2 separate regions of the Anser cygnoides genome follow, and region 2 is linked to region 1. Evidence: chromatin contacts called from public Hi-C data. All regions are on one chromosome and are shown on one strand. Each heading gives the region's core, a stretch centred on a gene start, on an enhancer-like site or on the middle of the called end of the contact. The rest is flanking DNA. Distances are from core to core; before and after follow the strand shown.

What was found. A called contact is a pair of places that touch in the nucleus more often than the background predicts.
Region 2: a Hi-C map of liver shows a contact between it and region 1, with 3 times the contacts expected there. The contact joins the enhancer-like site here to the promoter of RHOA in region 1. A contact is called at or near these places in 2 of 7 Hi-C or Micro-C datasets (both in liver).

Annotation. Positions count from the first base shown.
Region 1 is chr10:17,880,695-17,887,267 of Taihu_goose_T2T_genome, forward strand. RHOA (ras homolog family member A) reads left to right here and starts at 2,457. Exons shown (of 5, transcript XM_067003246.1): 1 at 2,457-2,603. LOC106049495 (a long non-coding RNA gene) reads right to left here and starts at 2,327. Exons shown (of 3, transcript XR_010833952.1): 1 at 1,656-2,327.
Region 2 is chr10:17,944,693-17,951,265 of Taihu_goose_T2T_genome, forward strand. All of the region lies in intron 12 of USP4 (ubiquitin specific peptidase 4), which reads left to right. Among named protein-coding and RNA genes, the nearest start is that of EMC3, 24 kb to the right of the region's middle. Within about 2 kb of position 4,124, at least 1 of the 3 cell types and tissues checked has open chromatin away from gene starts, as enhancers often do. A contact at or near this core is called in liver, where this site is marked.

The sequences.
Region 1 (6,573 bases), core at 1,207-3,706:
CCTCATTGCAGCTTTTCAGTACTTCAAGGGGGCTTATAAAAGAGATGGAGAGAGACTTTTTTCTCATTCAGATGACAGGATGAGGGGGAATGGCTTTAAGCTAGAAGAGGGGAGATTTAGATTAGAGGTTAGGAGGAAATTCTTCACTCAGAGGGTGATGAGGCACTGGCACAGGCTGCCCAGAGAAGCTGTGGATGTCCCGTCCTTGGAGGTGTTTGAGGCCAGGCTGGAAAGGGCCCTGAGCAACCTGATCTAGTGGGTGGCATCCCTGCCCATAGCTGGGGGGTCAAAACTGGTTGATCTTTAAGGTCCCTTCCAACCCAAGCCATTCTGTGTTTCTACAAATGTGATTTTAGAAGTCCTCACTTTCCCAGCACAAAAATTGTTTTGCTCTCCAGCCAAGTGACTGTAACTTGATTGAAAACAATCCCTACTATGTTCTCAAAGAAAAACCCTGATCAGCTACTGCTTTCTGTTACTTCCACTCAATTTTTGTTGCTGTTGTTTCTGGTAGCTGTAAACACACTTGTGAGATTGCCTGACTACAATAAGTGGAATTGATTGCAAAAATGTTCTGCAAAAGATATTCTGAGATGTATCAGCTGTTCCTGGATGTCAGCTAAGAAACCTTTTTCCCCCGTATGAACTCTTATATATGCAAAAATAAATTGGAAAAGGAAAAAGTTTGGACTTATGAGCAAAGTCTGCACAGGAAGTCTGCACATGTCACGTGGAAAGAGCTGCAGCTCTCTGCTACCTTCTTGTCCTTGAAGCTGACAACTAGCAGCATCCTGCCCATAATGTAAAAGTCAGAACGCAGACGTTTGTTTTAAACCATGCCTGTCACGACATGGATGCGCAAAACACAAAAGAGAACATAGCAAGACAGCACTATGGACGCATTGAAAAGGCATGGTTTACAGAGAGAGAGTTAGGCTAAGGATCCTCATAGCCAGTAGCAGGGCTTGTTGGCTATCATCTCCATTAAAAGCAGAGCTCTCAATCCATTAAAAGCTATTCACCAATCTGAGGGAGGAGGCAGCTCTGCCCTTATCAAGCTCCTGAAGCACTTTGATTAGCACAAGCCCACTTTAACAGTGAAAACCTGACCTGGAGCCACAGACCCAACCAAATCCAAAGAGCTCTGCCTTGGGCAAAGCGATACAGCTGTATGCAAAGGAGAACACATGTACTGCAGTCAAAGCACCTGGCAGCATTTTGTAAACCAGGCCCAGAACAAAGGCCAAACTTCCTGCTGGACCAGGAAAAAAGCAGTACACCACAAGGTCCTTGATCAGAGGGAAAGAATAAAAGAAGTGACAGAAAGGACGTGACATAGGGGTTGCTGTTTGAGCCCCACTAAGGTGGTGTCCAAACCACATACATAATTTCCCTACAGACTTCAGAGAAACGGATTTCAGTCTTGCTATACCTGTGCTGCCAGAGGTAGCTGTGTACCAGGCACCCTAGTGAACAAACCATCCCGGGGCCCCACACAGTCACTGTCAGTCAAGCACCAGCAACAAGCTGTATGCCTTAAAACAAGTTGTCACTGTATCAAATGTTAACTACTGCTCAACTTGTTAAAAAAAACAAAAAACAAAAAAAAACAATCAGCTTTCAATTCCCAGAAAGCGCTAGTCCCAGAGCCTCACCTACTGGAGGAGGTTCAAGCAGTTCCTTCACCGACAGACACCAGGCAGCGGTCCACAGAAAGGCCAGTCAAAGTTAGCTGACAGGGAAACCCAGCCAGAGGAAGAAGGAATGAGAATTAGGCACAAATTAAGAGGACCACAGCACCCACGTTCCCCTGGGGGAGCCTGGATGCAGGAAGCTCTCTCCAGACGCCAGCAGGAGACCAGCAGACCGCCCTGCCACCACCGCAGGGAGCTCGGAGGTGTCAGGGGCTGATGGCTGCCCCGAGCTGCCCCCACCCACCTGCCAGCTGGGGCACGGGTCCCCTCAGCAGGACCTCGCCCAGCTGAAGAAGCCCAGACAGACACAGCAGGACGGAGAGCAGAGCAGAGCAGAGCAGAGCAGCCTCCCCCCAAACACAAAGGGGGCACGGATCCATCGCTCGCTTCACATCACACGGTGAGACCCCAGGGGAGCAGAGCGCCCCTACCCGCCCAAGCCTCCTACGGAGGCCACGGCGCCCCTGCCTGGCCCAGCAGCAGCTATCGCAGAACCACCCTCAGGGCCGAACTCCTCCAGCGGCCCAACAACAGTGGAGGAAGAAGGCGAAAGCTTAGGCTCCGGGCCCCCCTCAGAGAAGCGGCAGCGCAGCATAACCCAGCACACACACTACCCACCACCGCCCGCCCTGCACGGCGTAAATAGCACCCGGGCTTTTATAGCGCCCCTTCCCGGCGGCCCCCGCGGCCGGCCGCTGCCATTGGCTGCCGCGCAGGCGGGAGCGCGCACGGGCGCGCGCGAGCCGGGCCGGGCCGGGCGGGGCCGAGCGAGGAGCGCAGCGCCGCGCCGCGTCGCGCCGGGCCGGTGAGCGCGCACGCCCCCGCCCCGCCCGTTTCCGTTCGCCGCCGCTCGAGCTCGGGCCTGTGGAGCAGGAAGCGGCGGGAGCCGGACCCAGGGGAAGGCCGCAGGTACCGGCACGGGGCTCACGGCCGCGCGGGGGTGTGGGGGGGCTCCCGGCCGGTTCTCCCCTTCGGCGGCGCGGCCGCGGCTCCCGGGCGGGGCCCGGCCGGGAGCTCCGCGAGGCCGGCGGCGGGCGGGGGGTAGCCGGCCCACACCCTGCTCCCCTCCCCCCCCCCTGCCCCGGCCCGGCCGGGTTTCCCGTCGCCGCGCCCGCCGAGGGGGGGGAGGCCGCCCGGCGGAGCGCCGCCAAGTTTCCGGGGTCGGTAACGGGGCCGGTCCGGGCGGCGGGGGAGGGGAGGGCAGGGCAGGGCGGGGTGGGAGAGGAGCCGGGCTTTCCCGGGGCAGCCTGCCGGGCCCGGCCGCGCCTCGGGGGGGGGGGCCTCTCCGCGGGGCGGGTGCCGGTTTTTGGGGGGGGGGGGGGGGGGGGAACGGGGGAGCCGCGGGGCCGGGGCGCGACGCGAGCGGGCGGCGGGGCGTGGGGCGGCGCGGCTGAGTGGCAGCCTGTTGTGGTGACGTCACCGGCAGCGCGCGGAGGGCGGGGCGGGCGGCGGAGCGCGGGAGGAGCCGGGGGGGGGGGGGGGGGGGGGGAGGGGAGCGCGGGCGGCGGCCGCTCGGAAGCGCCCGGGCCGCGGGGGCCTCTCCTCAGCGCGGCCGCCGCCCGGGGAGCCGAGTTCCGCCCCCCTTTGTATCTGAGAAGCCCGACAAATTAGCTGAGTTGTCCGCGGAGCGATCCGCGGCGCAAAGGGTCGGGTGCCGCACGCGCTTTTTTGTTTTTTTTGTTGTTGTTGTTGTTGTTCTGCTGGGGGAGTTTTTTAAGAGCGAAAGCTGAACTTTATCCCTGCCTGAAAGTGCCGTCTGTGAAAGCGCCCCCCTCCTGCCGCCCTGTCGGGGTCTCGCCGGGGTCCCCGGCCCCACGGCGCTGCCGTTCCTGTTCCGCGCGCTCCAAAAGGCAAAAATCTGCCATCAGTCGTGTTTCCTTGTAATTGCTTCAACAGGACGCCCCGAAGCGCGTCCGGCGTAAACGCTCAACGTGACTAAGTTTTAACAGGTGATCTGCGTCGTTCGCTGCTGGAACGCTCTTTTCGGGACGTGATTCCTGGAGACGTAACCAGCGTGCGAGAGGAAGCGGCCGTGGAGCCGCGCAGCCCTCGCTCGCGCCGCCCTCACGGTTCTCCAGGCGCGCGCCCTGGCTGGCTGCCACGGGGCCTGAGCGCCAGAGGCAGGCGCTTCTCCGAGCCAGGGATCGACAGCAAAAACATCCTAAATGGTCTTAATTGCCACCAGGATGTAGGACTAGAGGTGGTTCTTCAGATAAGCAAATTCCGAGTAGAAACAGTTTGATTTTGGGGGGGGTGTTGTGGGGTGTGTTAGGAATTACCAGCTTCTTCCTTCACTTTTTCGTGGTAACTCTTGTTTTCACTGCTTTTTACTTACCTCTTATCTTGATCCTCTTCTTATTTTTTTTACTTTTCAACATATTTACGTTGCCCCAAGCCCCGTGGCTCTTCTTTACACAGCTTGCGTGGTCTGCTCAGCTCTACAAGTTCCTGCCTCGAACACCACGCTCTCACCAGGCCGTTGTACCTTCCTGGTCTTGTTGATCTCTGCGTAGTATCTGTAGTATTTCAGTCCCTGCTGCTGTGATATTATCGAGGTTCTTTCCAAGTCTCCCCTCAGACCCTACCCCTTACGTTTTACGCTAATGCCTGGACTGGTTTGTGTGTTATTACGTGTCCACTTAAACTGCTGTGTGTCACTCTGTTCTCTCAGGACTTGCCTTCAAGTTTAACTAATGTGGAGGAAAAGTTAAACCGGTGAGCTCGAGGAAGTTACCTTGTCAGGAAAGGCTAGTCAGCATGCCCTTCTAATCTTAAATTGTTCCGTGCGGTGAGTCTGTGCTGCTACAGAGGTAATATTGGTAAAAATTTGTAACAGAGAGCATTGCTGTGCGAAGTAAATGCACGTAATGACAGCTTGACTTAGGTTCCAGGGATGTGGCTATGCAAATGCACACGCCTTAATGCGGAATGGAAATCCTGGGGTGGTGGCGTGGCTGCCCTCCTGCAGCGCTGAGCACAGTACAGAGCGCGAGGTAGCCCAACACAGTAAGCTGTGTGTTACCTCTGTGATCGTCTCGAGAAGCCTGAGTATCCCAGAACCGCTTCCAGTCGCTGATTAAGTTACTGTTGCTTTGCTGTGTGAGCCGTGTACACCACTGCCAGGTGTCCAGGTGCCTTCTGACCTTGATCTCTGTTCTCACCTCGTTCTGAGCTGTGGGTGAAAGATGCCAAAAGCGTAAGTGGAGTTGGTAGAGGAGCTCTGATCCATCCGTCCGCTCTTCTCTCCTTTTCCTATCCACATTTTCACTTGAAAAGGGCATTTGAGAGAGTGAAATAACTAAAATATCCATAAAGCAACTTTTGATGGAGGTGTTTGCTGTCCACTCTTGCACGCGCACTACTAGTAGCCAGTCCTTCCTAAGTGGATCTCCTAATTAAACCAGTCGGAGCGGGGTTCGCTCTCTTCCTCTGACCAGCCTTCGTGAAGAAGGCGTGAGTGAATAGCGTCACTAGCGTACCTGGTGCCTCTAATAAAATTGGGCTGTGCACCTACAACAAATGCGAGGCCTTTCTTCCCTCAAACTCCAACAGTTGGTTTTTGATTGATTATTTTTTGTTGTTTTTAATCAGAAACAGCGAATTCAGCCTCCTTGCTCAGTAAACTAGCAGTGCTTTGTGGCCATAAGTCTTTTACCTGACAGTGTACTGGCTGATGGAACTGTCACACTGTGGAGCAGGTCCTCGCGTGGGTCTGTACAACCAGAGAGATTCCTCCTCCTCAGCTTTTAAGGAAGGTTGCGTTTGCATGTGTCAGTGGTTTGGAAAAACCAGCAACTCTCCCAAGTACCAGTTATCTCTGTTTGCATTCTTTGCTAACGTTTCATTTTTCTTACATTTTACACATGAGGGCTCTTTGTTCTCCACCTTCCATCTGCACTGCTGAAGTTGTGTGAGATGAGAAGGCTGTCGGGGGGTAGGATCTCAATAGCTTGGTACTGACAAAGAGAATCGGTTCATTTTTTGAACTTCAGTCCAAAAGCTGTTGGAAAGGCTGGCTTCCATGTAAACCACAGCAGAACTAGGCTTCTGCTCTTGAAATTGAAAATGTTGCTGGGAAGATTTTAAATTACAGTGTGGAATGTCGACAGATGAGAATGCAGTTTGGGATAAAGAAACTGTTCGAAAAAAGAATACAGCCCTCAGAAAGTTCAAGTTCTGAAGTTGACCCAGAAAGTAAATAAGAACATGAACTGTCACATTCAAGTCAAATGAAAAATATAAGAGACTTTCAGTAACATCAAACTGCTACCAAAATTAAATGATAAATTATTTTCCAAGCATGTAAGAAGGTTGCTGGAGTCTGGAGGGTCAGTAGATGATGATGAAGTGAAAGAAGTATTTGATGATGAAGCCATCAGAAGAAAGTTACATGATTTATGTGCATTCCTGTTTACTGTGGAGGAGTCCAAAGAGGTTCCTATGCCAGAAATTCTCTTTATGGGGATAAGGACTCACTGGAAGATCAGTCAGCAAAGAGTATTTCAGAAAAAATCATAAGTGTAGTTACAAAATGCCAAGAGCAGATGGTGCTTGCCCAAGGGGTTCCGAAGGAACTTGGGGATGAAATGTCTATATTATTAATTACGCTGTTTGACTTCTCACTTCATACCTCGAAGCCAGAGAAATAGGAGATGGCCTACATGGTATCAGTTCTTAAAAATAGTTCAGCAGGATATCGTAGAGTTCAAGGCCTATTTTTAAAATTAAAAAAAAAAAAGTAAAGAGTTGGGCTAACAACTTAAGAGTGGATAAAATCAGTGTGGCTTTTGCAAAGGAAATGGTGCTGCTTAAGCCTCCCAAAGTTTTGGAATGACTTGGCAAGCACAGAGAAGGGAAGCGTGTTTTGTTCAGTGTGCTC
Region 2 (6,573 bases), core at 2,874-5,373, 66 kb after region 1:
TTAATGTTCTAAGCAAGAAAATAGCTTGTACCCCATGTGCTGGTTGGGTAACACTCAGCATTCATTTGCCTTAGTTGTGCTGGTAGAACTGTGGAACTAGAGGATGAGCTAGATCAGGATATGGGTCAGGTCCCTGTCCAGTGTGCTGTGCTGCTCTGTGCATCGCTGTGCTGGTATAGATGAGGAAATGGCCCGAGAGTGGGACAGGGTATGATTAATCAAATACTTCCCAGCTGCTCCTCAGTCTCTAGTCCTAGTGGTACGCTTCTGGTGGAAGTTATCAACAGGGACTGCAAAGTGTTTACAGCCTTCCTGAAGGTGCTGCGTGATGCTTCACTAATGAGTGAGACATCAGACGGCCTATGTTCAGATTGCTGCCGATAACTTCAAGGTTTTCTGATATCCTAGCAATTTATTTACCTGCTTTCATTATATGCAAACATCTTGCTGTTTATTAAATGGGGGAATGAGAAATATTTCCAAATATCTCAAGTCCTTCAATTCTTCCACCTGTAAAGAGCAAACTTGCTACACTTGAAACCAGAAGTATGTAATTGAAATCACATATAGCTGAGAAATAGTTTATTTCTCTCAAGTCAGTGAAGAAGACTTGAGTGCCCAGTAAAAGTATTTTGTTCTTTAGGCTTAAATTAAGGCTAGTTCTTCAGAGAAGTGATGCAAAGACTTTTGCATCTTAGGACTTGAAGCATGGCTCTGCATCTTCGTAGTCCACAAAACCTTTAGCTTGGAAAAGATTCTCTTGGGCTGAGTGGCGATGTAGTTGGGTGTATATCTTGTCTACACTGTATAATATATCTCTCCTCTGTTCCTGAAAGAAAACTGTCTTTGTGTTGATTAATAAGGGGAGCAGCTGCCTTCTATTAGAAAGTAGGTGTAATGTTTTTACAACTACAGCAGTTTCACCTAAAATTCACAATTAAAAGATCACTATTTAACCAATGATGCTAACCCATCAAGTGCTTTTTAGCAGTACATTTGCAAGAGTATATTACCACAAAATAAACTTCTAAGAAAGCGTTCTGTAGTGTTAAATTGGCCCGAGAAGATAACAATTGATTTATATGCAAGGAAGAAAAACTCTGTTAAGCTGTTTGTCTACCATGTTTTGAAGACACTATTTTTCCTAAGATTTTCCTAAGAATCACTGAAGTTCCTCATGTAATAACAAGAGTAACAGAAAATATGAGATTTTTAACATTAATAACTTCTGTTACAAATAAAATGGGAAATCTGCACCATCGTAGGACATTGTGCCTGCAGTTCAGCAAACCTGAGTGAGAAGTACATTAGCTTTCATTTGAGGAAAAGTCAACGAGAGAGAGATCTGATAATCCTGGTATCTTTTACATTGTGTGTTTTTAGGTACTAAATGTTAACCTAGGGTGGTGTATGCAACCCAGGATATGACTGTTGAGGACCATGGACTTGTTTGTGGTTTACATTAAGGATATTTTCTAGAATCAAAAAGTCTACTGTACTTAAATTTGTGATATTCACTGTCACAGATACTCAAACTCTTTCTGAATTGATGTTTCATTGATCCCTGCACCTCCTTGTCCCTTTTATGTGCTGACTATCTGTTCTTGTTTTCCACTAACATCCAGTGGCAAGACTTCCTTGTTGGCAAATTGTAATGTGTACATCTCATCACTATGTTTGAAGTCATTGAAGTTAGATGGAAAGTTCCTTTCACTGGCAAGAAAACAAAGTGCAAGTAACCAACTAATTCAAAATAGTTTAATCAGTACAGCATATTCAGAAATAGGTTCTTAGATGTACATTTCAGAAACTTATATTTAAAAATTGCAAACTGATCAGTGGGTCCTTTGTGTATTTTTTTTTCTTAAGTATTTTGATGGGTGTTCTCACAGGTCTCTTCATTTGTTTCTTCCTTCTCTCCATGCCAAGGGAATTATGAGAAAAGCTGTGATAAGCTGAAGGCAGCACCCTTCCCTGCCTCTCACCAGAGTTTGAATAACCTTTTTTAATTGTGTAAAATTTTCCTCATTTGAAAAGTACTCCTCCCTTCCACTGAAAAAAGCAAAACAAGGTGGTGGTAGTAACTGTCTGCGGTTGTTTGCTAGAGCGTGAGCAAAGAACGCAAAGGACGAGTATGCAGTAACTGGGGGAGCTGTGGGGCCCCAAGGCTCCGATTTCACAAGGAGCTGCATCCAAATTGGGTTTGTCTCGTGCCTTGCTCTCCTTGTCTCCATCTAAAGAGGTTGCCAGACAGAGTCCAGCAGAAGGTCTTTCACTTTGATTTTGCTGGGTTCGTATTTTACATCTGTTCCTGCTGGGCTTGTGCAGGAGAAGAAAAGCCGCTGTCAGCTGAGCAGAAGGAGCAAGGCTGTTCTTTTCTAGCTGGAGAATGATTTCATGAAATTACTTCTTACAAATACCTTGGTATAGAAATTGAGGCTGTTAGCTACCGCTCTTAAGTTGACTCAGGACTGTGAAGTTTCAATGTAAATGGTCAGTCTCTGGCAGTATTTTCTCCAGGTTTGTTTCACTGAAAGCAGTAGGCAAACCAGAGCTTGCATGTGAAAACAATATCCATGTTGCTTCGACAGACTTCTGATGCTCGAGTATAGTGCACTAGCCAGTGGGCAACACACATCTCAGTTCAAAATTCAGTTCCAAATCTAACACTCTAATCTTAGTTCAAACATCTAATACCGTAGAAGGTCTGTGCCCCTGACACTGTTTGTTTGTTTGTTTCATTTTTAAAAATAAAAAATGACAGTACTACTGTTAGAAATTTTGTTGTCTTGCTTTTGGCACCAGGGTCTGGTTACTGAGCAGAATGTCTTTCCTTGAAATGCTTTGCTTAAAAATATCACTGAGCAGGAACTTGCAGAGCATGGAGCAGGAAGAGTGTCGTAGCTGGGATGTACTCTGTTTTACTTAGAGTTGGCTTGACAAAGGAAGAGGTCTTTTGGCACAGGCATTTCAGTCTGGACTGCACTGTTGAAACAATATTTGTGAAATATGCAGTACATGGGATGTACAGAATATTGAACTTGCACCTTTTAAAAGTGATTTTAGTGGTCAGAAAGCTGTACTTTTTCCTGTTTTCACTCAAGATAGGGAGCTCGTCAACTTTCTGTGACTTTGCAGTGCATGTGGGCTGTTTTGAGACTTGCACTGTGAATTTTCATGTCCTGCTAAAGTGGTGGGAGGAGGAAGAAGAGTGCCCTTGCACTCCATTTGGACTTTAAGCTGAATGGACAGTAATTTTTTTTTAATTGATACTGGATGGCTAAGATGTATTTTTCCTTTCAGCTGATGTTTCTGTTTTATTGATTCTCATGGTATATTACCTGTTATGCTCTCTGATAGCAAAACCTCTAAAAAAAAAATAAAAAGAAAAATGAATTGCTACTGGACTTTCAAAGTGATAAGCATTCCAAAATGAATCTGACTCCATTTACACAAGAGGACAACGATGTTGGTTTTTTTTTCTCCAGTGGAGAGGGATTTGGGACTAGAATTCTCCAAGCCCATTCTATCACAGGGCCTTGTACTCATACCTCTCTTTGTGATAGGCTTGGAAACGTAGTATAGTCCTGATGGCAGAGTTATTAATATTTAGCATCAGCGAAGAGGTAAGGTACTTGCTGAAATAAAGGGTTTTGATATAAGGAAGGTTGCTGGCATGACACATGGAGCTGTGCAGCCAAAGAACAGTGGGACTAACCCACTTATTGCAGCATTGTAAACGTTTGTCTGCAGTCATGGTGGTACTGTGAGAGGACAGGGAGTTCTGTGGCAAATGACCAGAAAGTCACTCATGAAAAGGTGGTCTGCAAATCAATTTGACAAAATCGTTTCAGTGTTTGTGCTGAATGCTCTCATTCTCCAGGCTAAGCAGAGAGCAGCATTCAGCACATAACCAAAACGCTTACTATTTCTTTTTCTTAGGTTCCATGAAGTGCAGCCCCACTAGGACCTCCGGCTCCCGCTCCAATGTAACACCCCTCATGCACCATGCTGGTGATATCACATCACCCAGGGATCCCGCTGGAGCTCGGAGCCGGCCTACAAGGGGTCAGGTAAGTGCTACTGGAAAGCAGACTCCATGGCCCACTGCTATATGGGCACAATTCTTAGTATTTCTTCTTAGTTCCTAAGACCTAAGAAGAAAAATGTTTCGATTGATAAACCAGATCTCCCTGTTCTCTTAGCCTGGCTAATGGAGCATATAATGCAACGTGTATTGCTTACGTGGATGAAAGTTGCACAAATTGATTTGCAGGTCACCTTTAACCTATCAAAGCTGCATAGTTTAATAAAATATATTTGGTTTGGCATACGTACTGTGTTTTTTGCATTCTCTTACAATATGCTGTGTTTTATGTTTAGGTGGTCTTGAAAACCACAATTGGCTGCAGAAAGGTCAAGTTTGTTACTGTGAAGAGCTAGAACAGTTATTGCACTGTTAGGTCAGCAAACCAGCTAGCCCAGTAGTTTTGTGTGAAATCTAAAATGTGTGAGACTGTAGCAAGCTAATCTAGGAAGCTTGTTCTCAGTTGTTTGCTTGTTTACAAGAGCTTGTATCCCTTCCAGTATGTGTTTGTATTCTTTAACCTTTAGAAAAATCTTACTGGTTGAGTACCCTCATCCTTTTTAATCCTGCTCCTCTGCACGACTTGTAAAATCCTGTGACAGACTTCTAAAGGGCAATCTACCTGTTGTCTAAAAATGTTTTACTTTCAGTTTCATGTCTCCTAGTTCACTCGATTGTGTTTTTTCTCATGTTATGAAAGAAAGTAAACAGATTAGGAGTATCTCCGTTTCCCAGAAGAGATAGAATACGTGCTTTGTTTTCACTCAGGCTTTTTTTCTAGGCCTCTGTTCATTCTTATTGTCAACTTCTGAAAATACTGTAACTTCACAGCAGCGTGTCCGGGTTGATGTGGAATGGTAATCCTGTTCGGGTGGATCTGTTTGTCAGCTTCTTCAGTAGCATTTTTCTACCCTTCTCTGTTCACTTACAAAATATGCTTGTTTTCTTGGTTGTTGCTATGTACTGACCTGTGACCCACGCAGTGTTTTCCAGCTGTATTTAATGTTACATCCCAGTGCTCTGGAGGGAATGTTTGAATAACACACTGTAGTGTGTGTGGGTAGGTATGTGATAGATAGGTATCTGTGGTAGATATATTACCCTGGCATTTAGCTCAGACTGTCTTCTGCTTGTAGTGCCCTTTCACATTGCCCTGCCTTGTCTTTCCTGTAGTTTTTCATGTTCCTGTGCTCTTGCTTAATGTTAATTTGCAAAGGATCAAAAGTGAGCTACTTCATTGCTCGGTGCCTCCTTTGTGAATAGTAACCATAAGCCTGAAGCTTCCTGGTGCTCTTTTGTCAGGTTGAAGGCTGGTCAAGGCCATCCCTGTTTGCTGGTGCTTCACTGAAAAACATCTGTAAACAGCTGTCGTAAATTATAAAGGGAACGTTCACTGTGGTAGCTGGTGAGCAGATGGCTGATTTATAAAACCATGTTGTGTAATCTGGTGTAGCGTCATCTTTATCTTCTATTATTTCAATCAAATTCTAGGGTACAGAAGTACAGTTCATTGTCATCTAATTCCCTGTATCAGCTCTGTAGGCTTCCTTAAAATGTGGATAAAGTATTTTCTTAATTTCTTTAATTGATTTTTTGTATTCTTCTTGAAGAGATTCAGAAAGTGATCCTGATTCTGATACGTCTGCCTCTAAAACTAGAATAACAGCCGTTCTGCAGCGGAGTAGGTAGAGGGGCACTCGAGTAACCAAGCTGGGATGTTCTAGTAAGAAGTTTGCAAGACGCTCTCTTGAGGAGTGTTGTAAGGGTACAGCACGCTGGCTGTTTGTGGTGGATGACGCCTGTGTGCGGGTAATACTTAGCTTTTCATTGTTTCCCATCTGTTCCGTCACAGAGGCAGGATTTCGTACAGGACCTGCGTGAGGATGGAGTGTAAATGGGGGCTGCTTTAATCAGCAGTGTAGGTGGTGTGAGAGGCAGTCACCAGAATGCTGAGGAACGTGTACATCTTGGGCAAGTCGTGTACTGGTCTGTTTTGTAGGAGACCAGCCTAAAGGGTCTCATAGGACCTGGAGTTAATCATCGGTGATACTCTGAGTATTATGGTCTCCTGTTATTTAAACAGTACTAAGTAAAATAATTCAACTCTTTGTGGTGCTGTTTCTCAGGAAACTTCAGAAGGTGCAAACTGTATCCAGTGCTGTTGGTTCACTGAATAGCATCGATAGTGTAGAAAACCTCAGCAGTCATTGTCATTGGATTGTCATATGCACGCTTGCTCTTGGAGGGCTGTGCTAATCGCTAGTGCTCCTGGAGGCTGGGATGAAACTCTCTGAAGGGATATTTTTCTTCATGCTTTCTACTGACATACATAGACTCAGAGAAAGCTTCAAGCTGGGATCCAGACTTTTTTTCTAAATAGAATGAAGTAGAACTGCAACTCTGAAATTGTTCCACTCCCTGCCCTGCAAGGGTCTCCTGAACACAGGAGCAAAAATCTGTTTCTTGGCTCTCGAGAGAAAGAAAGT